2 separate regions of the Pan troglodytes genome follow, and region 1 is linked to region 2. A link is a contact called in public HiChIP or PLAC-seq data. All regions are on one chromosome and are shown on one strand. The core of a region is the stretch at or near the end of the contact, and the rest is flanking DNA. Distances in the headings are between cores, read along the strand shown.

Region 1 (3,385 bases), core at 140-2,639, 150 kb after region 2:
ATCTCTCCAAAACACAAAATCTGATTCAAAAATTATAAGTAAAAAGAGAATAAATGTAAAAACAATTGCGTAAACAAACTTTGAAATGCGTATACGATGACATTACTGAAGCCATTACTCAAAACGAACCTCTGTAAAATCGAGAACGCACAATCAATGCAATAAGATGCTCGAGAAAGCCAAACCCGAGGCGCTGCGCAGTTCCCGCATCGCACAATTCGTTTCAACACATTCCTTGACGAATACACCCAAGGTCACTCACGATGGAGAGGAAAAGTGCCTGTCTCTCTCCAGAGCACGCAACCCGTTCGCCGCGCCCCCACGGAGGGCGGCGAAGAGACGGCGCATCAGGAAAGGGGCTGCGCGGGCGCGAGGACTGGCCGGTGGGCGTTCCGGCGCCGCGAACCGCGGAGCCTGCAACTTACAAGGTCCGCGGCCATCCCCCGGGCCTGGGAGAGGTGGCCCCAGGGCAGGCCCGCGTCCCCGGGGTGACCCGACCCGCCGCGCCGGGGTCCCGCCCCTCCCCCCGCCCCGCCCCCGTCGCCAGCCCGGGATTATGCAACGTTCCCCCTCCCCGCCTGCATTCTGGCGCAGCGCCCCCTCCCCGCGCCCGACTGCGCAGCGCCGCCGCCCCCTGCCCGCCGGCCTCCCCGCCCGGCTCCAAACAAAGCGCGCGCTAAGGGGCCGGCGGCGGCCGGGGAACTGGGGACGGGAGGGTGGCGGCCATGTTGGCGGGGGGCGGCGGGGATGGGGGGACGGAGGAGTGGGGGCCGGCGAACAAAGGAGCGCGCGCCCGCCCCGAGGCCCAGGCCCGCCCAGCCCGGGTCCCCGCCGCGGCCCGGCCGGCAGGGGGCGCTATGCGGGCGCCGCCCGCTGGACAATGCTCCGCCGGGCCCCGCGCTGGCCGCGCTCACCTGCGCCCCCGGGCAGACCGCCGCACCGCTGGCCCGCCCGCAGCCCGCACCCCCTCACGACCCACGCCCGCCCTGCGCGAGCCTCACCTGGTGACCGCCGAGGCTGCAGTCCACAGGCCCACGGGTACCGCCGTCGCTCGTTCGCGCTCCCGCTGGCCCCAGCCTGAGCCAGACGGCGCCTCCCCGCCCCCGCTCCCTCGCCGCGGACGCCGCCCGCCCCCCAACAGTCAGAGCGCACGCGCACTGCGCCCGCCGAACTGCGACGGCCGCGCCGCCCCGGCGCCTGGCGCCGACGGCCGACTGCGCAGGCGCAGTGGGGCGGGGCGGGGCCGGCGGGGGCGGGGCCTGGCCCCTCTCACCTGGCTGGCGGCAGGGCGGGGCTCGAGCCGGGGACTGCCAGGTGCGCGCCGGGAATGGGCGGCGGCAGGCGCGCGGGGCACAGGTTCCTGACGGGGCGCAGCTTTTCCCGGAAGGCAGGCAGCCTGAGAAGGGCTTCGTTTTTGCGCAGTAGGACGTTGAAGAAAGGACAAGCCCCCTTTGTCCTGGACGTAAGCCGCAAGTCGTCCAGAGTGGTGCACACCGCGAAGACTGAGGAAACTGGATCACAGGGCTGGGCCGTGAGCCTTGAACCTCGGAGAACGTCGCATTACTGCTCCAGCGCGCCGGTTCAGGGCCGCGGGACGCGAGCCCTTTAAAAGGATGGATTTGCTTCCTGTGACTCCCTGGAAGAGACGTCTTCACCACCGCACTACGTAGAGGCCGGCGTCGTCGCCCGCTCACCCCGCTTGCTGCCTCCCCGCACAAAGCCCAGCCCAGGTAGCTCAGGTTAGCTGGAGCCCCGGAGCCTCACCTGGCCTGGCCTAGGTTGTGTGGGGACGGGATGTGGCTTCTGCAAGCCCAGAAACCTGTTTCCACTCCCCCACCACAAATGGAACTCACCCAGCTCTACTCGCAAGGTTAGGAGCCAAAAATTCCCATGATCGCACGCGAATTCATTTGACTTCCGTTTCAGTTAAGATGCCTTTTCAGCATTTTGTTGCTTGTTTGCAGAAGGGAGAGAGGTAGGATCAAGAATAGTTTTTACTCCTGCAGAGTCGAGTGCGGGACTTGGAGGCTGAGTCCAGGCGCTCTCCCCTCCCCGCCAGTCCCGTGTCCTGGAGCAGGTCACTGACCCGGTTCCTCGAGTGCGACAGCGCAGCCTCATCATAATAAACCGCCTCCCAAAGCGTTGTCAGATCAAATTTCAGAACATGTTACTGGAAACCACCTTGAACACTCTAAACTGCAGCACAGTTATTAGTTAGCAATACTCTTTGGGGTTTCACTGGCACCTTTTCTAACAAATAAGAATGATAGATGCCTGCTCAAACAAATTGAAGTGCTTGTCTCAGATGACACACTTGGCAGGCATGGGACGTTCACAGGCCAACTAGAGGGCTAATTTCAAAACTGAGATATAAAAGTGTATCGCTGTACTTACAAGTTACCAAGTGTTGAGAAATTACTCACTTTCATTTGTGTATTTAATGTCTTTTTTGTTTTTTTAGACGGAGTCTCACTCTGTTCCCCAGGCTGCAGTGCAGTGGCATGATCTCGGCCCACTGCAACCTCCGCTTCCTGGGTTCAAGCAATCCTCACATTTCAGCCTCCCGAGTAGCTGGGATTACAGGCGCGCACCACCATGTCCAGCTAATTTTTAAAAATATTTTTAGTAGAGACGGGGTTTCGCCATGTTGGCCAGGCCGGTCTCAAACTCCTGGCCTCCAGCAATCCGCTGGCCTCGGCCTCCTGAAGTGCTAGGATTACAGGCGTGAGCCACCGCGCCTGGCCTGTTTAATGTCTTATAGTGGGGTCATCTCCGAAACAAAGAGGGATGGGAAGAAGGTAGGTGCCAAGAAGTCTGCTGGTTGGAAAATTTCATCTCATTGGTGAGATCCCTGGGTTTCTCCACCTCAGCAGTGTTGGCTTTTGGGATGGGATAATCCTTTCATGTGAGGTCTGTTCCATACTTTGTAGGATGTTTGACAGCATCCCTGGCCTCCACCCACTAGATGCCAGTAGCACACACACTCCTCCAAAATTCACGGAAAACGTCTTCAAAGTCAAATATGTAGCCCCACCTCCATCTCCGTCCCCAACCCCTGACTTAAAATTTGCCACTAGTGATGATCACATTGGGAGCTATTGAGAATACACAGGACTGTGGTTTACACCTGTAATCCCAACACTTTGGGAGGCTGAGGCTGGAGGATGGCTTGAGCCCAGGAGTTCGAGACCAGCCTGGGCAACATAGCAAGACCCCAACTCTAAAATAAATAAAATTTTTAAAAATTTTTAAAAGGCCAAGAACAGTGGCTCTCACCTGTAATCCCAGCACTTTGGGAGGCCGAGGCAAGTGGTTCACTTGAGGTCAGGAGTTTGAGACCAGCCTGGCCAACACAGTGAAACCCCATCTCTGCTAAAAATACAAA
Region 2 (3,430 bases), core at 479-2,978:
GGAATCACCAAAAATCATGTTTGGGGGAATAATTAGATTTCTTCCCATTAATTACTCATCTACAAAACTTTCCAAAGTTAGCTTCCAGTTTTCATTTTCCAGAAGGAATGTCATCTCATGATAATCAGTTTAGGGGGTAATGCCACAACTTAATGATAATCTCCAGAAATGTGAGGCTGTAAAACAAAACCCAGAAATTCACATTGGTACCTAGAAGGGGGTGGCCAGGACAACATACTTGACGAGGCCTGCTTTAAACCTAAGTCTGGACTCTTACACCATAGGAGACCACAGGAGACCCACCCCAAAAGCAGAACAATCAATCCCTGTAATCCCCTCTCTGCCAATCCCTACCCCCTCCTTTGCAACAGTTAGAGTAATAAAGTTTATAGAAATGAGTTTTATGCTTCTCTAGTGGTGAAATTCCATCAGTGTCGGTAAAAATGAAACCGCAAAGGTGGCCAGCACCTGGGTTCCTGCCAGCCTTGAAGCCCCCGTCCCTCCCTCCTAGCAAACCAACCACGGCCTGCACTGTGGGTGCCTGTCACAGAGCTGATGTCCTCGCGGGTCATCCCTCATCCCCGCATCCAGACACCGGGTCATGTCCCTGTGCTTCCTGCCCACTAACTGGGAGGATGACGCAGCGGCGCCGGGAGTCCAGGGCTGATTGGGCCGGCGGTTCCCGGAGCCGAGCCCGCGAACCCACAGCATCAACACCACTGGGAGCTCCTTCGCAATGCAGATTCCCGGAGCTCCAGACCCCAGGCAGAAACGCGCCCGCGTCCATGCTCCACGAGCCCCCTTGGGGTGCCGATGCCCTGGGTTTTCGAATCTGGTCTGCACCCTCCCTGGTCTCCAAGAGAGGTTGAAACTGAGACTGAGTGTGATTTACCGGAGCCCGGACGTGAACCGAGAGACGGGGAGGTGGTGGGGGAGGGGGGGCGTCATAAAGAGCTCCCCAGTGCAGAGGGGGAGGCCTGGGGGAACATGGGGAAGACGTGCCGGGCGGCCCCCGCCCCCCCAGGACCCCCACTCACTGCCGGTAGGGGTCGTGGAAGGGCAGCGCCAGCCAGGCGCCATGCAGCTCGCGCATGAAGTCCAGCATCTCCTGGGAGCTGCCGTCGGCTGACACGAAGACCACTTCGAAGGGCGCGGGCCGCCGTGCCTCGGCCACCAGCGCCGTATAGAAGTCGCAGAGCAGCGGCGTGAAGTCGCGGCTCGGCGCGCACCGGGCGGCCGCGAAGTACAGTGCCACCACCTTGTTCTGCAGCGCCGCCTCGGCCTCCACCGTCGCGCCCTTACAGGTCACCAGGTGCCGCCCGCCCAGAATGTCAACCATGGCGCAGACGCGCAGCCACCTGAGACCCGAGGACACCTGCAGGAGGATGATCACCTGCGGGGAGGCGGCGGCGAGCGCCGCGGTGCCCCGCCTCTGTCCGCACCACCGGGCGCTGGACCTCTCAAGACCTGCCCCAGATGCGCCCACACCTTGGCCAGGCCTCGCCTGTGGCTGGAGCAATTGTGTTCGCGCCGACAATGAGACACTCAGACACCAGAGACCCCAGATACCTGGGCGACAGCGCGGCACCCGCCTCTGGGAAGGGAGCCAGCCAGGCAACCTCAAGCCCTCTGATCTCTGCACCCTCCCCCAACTGCGCCCCGCCCACACTCCTGCGCCCTCCCACCACTGCGCCCCGCCCACATTCCCCGCATGCTCCCCAACTGCGCCCCGCCCACATCCCGCACTCTCCACCCACTGCGCCCCGCCCACATCCCCGCCCCCGCCCCCACTGCGCCTCGCCCGTATCCCCACACTGTCCCCACGCTGTCCCCCCACTGCGCTGGGCCCACATCCCTACACTCTCGACCCACTGCGCCCCGCCCACATCTCCGCACCCTCCCCCACCGCACCCCGCCCACATCCCCGCACTCTCCTCCAACTGCGCCTCGCCCACATTCCACAGTTTCCCCTCACTGCGCCCCGCCCACATCCCCGCACTCTTCTCCAACTGCGCCTCGCCCACATTCCACAGTTTCCCCTCACTGCGCCCCGCGCACACTCCCGCTCCCTCCCCCACTGCGCCCCGCCCACACTCCCGCGCCCTCCCCCACTGCGCCCCGCCCACACTCCCGCGCCCTCCCCCTCACTGCGGCCCGCCGACATCCCGCGCCCCCGCCCCCATCCCGACTGCGCCCCGCCCACCTCCCGCGCCCTCTCCCACTGGTTGTCCAGCCCACATCCCGCACTCCCTCCACTGCGCCCCGCTCACACTCCCGCACCCTCCCCTCACTGCGCCCTGCCCACATTCCTGCACTCTCCCCCCACTACGCCCCCTACCACATCCCGCGCCCCCACCCCCATCCCCACTGCGCCCCGCCCACACTCCCGCGCCCTCGCGCCCCTGGGCTCTCCCGTCGTGGGCACTCTCCCCAGCGCCTCTACACTTTCTCCCGACGCAGCGCCCTGCCCTCCGTCCCGCCCCACCTATTGCCTCCTGCGCTTCCCCCACACCGTGCTCTTCCTCCTCCTTCACTTCCTCCCACTCCTCGCGCTCCCCTTCAGCGCCCCACGCAGCCCCTCCCCCAAAACCCTGCGTCGCTCTCCTTCCCTCCTGGCCTCTCTTCCAGTCTCGCGCTCCCTGCCGGGCCCCGCCGCAGGTGTCCCGCAGCCGTCTCCCCAGGGCATTTGAATCTTGCCTTGGAGCTCTTGCCGCGCGGCCCAGCGCCTTGAAAGAGGCATCAGGGAGGATGGGACGACGAGGAAGGGGAAGGGTAATTGGGCTTGGAGCGGGCTTGAGCGGGGTGGTAGGGAACCTGAGCTCCGTTGGTTCAGGGTGTTTGCCCCTGACATCCTGTGTCCTGGCTGGGAGGGTTCGTGAAGTTCAGGAAGAAATTGGGAGCAGTCCTTACAGAATGTTTTATTTGAAGAACCAAGAGTATTAATTTTTTGGCGAGCACTGTTGTAGGCCCTGGGAATTCAGCAGTGAGAAAAAGAATTTCAACTCCCTGCCAGACCCGGGCTAGAAGGAGGCAAGCGAGCGAGGCACTCGCATAGGGGCAAAATTTAAGGGCGCGACAAAAAACTCAGTAATCAAGGTAAATAATGTTTTAATACAATATCTTAAAAAGTCAAAATGAATGCAAAAGAAGTTTATAATGAACAAAATATCAAAAACTTAAAGACAGTGAATGAAACCAAAATATGCCACCCTAAAATATGCCGCTTTGGTATATTGATTATTTTGAGCGAGAGGCACTTGAAAAATAGCAAATGCAGAGAGACGTTCTCCCCTTACCTGTCTAAAGACGGAGCCTCCAAAAGAAACTGATCGTCGTAAATTCCCTCCCGGGAGGATGGACTCTTATCACAGCAGAAGTCCACACCACACCTAGACAAACTTTGTCACAAACTCATAAAGACTTATGCATC

Evidence for each region. HiChIP or PLAC-seq counts read pairs in DNA pulled down with a chosen protein or histone mark.
Region 1: a contact with region 2 is called in an H3K4me3 HiChIP or PLAC-seq map of stem cell-derived excitatory neurons, with 3 times the contacts expected there. The contact joins the promoter of SPIN1 here to the promoter of NXNL2 in region 2. A contact is called at or near these places in 1 of 7 Hi-C or Micro-C datasets (blood) and 1 of 1 datasets of contacts at active chromatin or transcription factors (stem cell-derived excitatory neurons).

What each region holds. Positions count from the first base shown.
Region 1 is chr11:50,090,143-50,093,527 of NHGRI_mPanTro3-v2.0_pri, forward strand. SPIN1 (spindlin 1) reads right to left here and starts at 1,390. Exons shown (of 6, transcript XM_016961098.4): 1 at 1,274-1,390.
Region 2 is chr11:49,943,294-49,946,723 of NHGRI_mPanTro3-v2.0_pri, forward strand. It overlaps NXNL2 (nucleoredoxin like 2), which reads right to left and starts at 1,729. Exons shown (of 3, transcript XM_016961102.3): 1 at 1,038-1,729. The coding sequence starts at 1,339.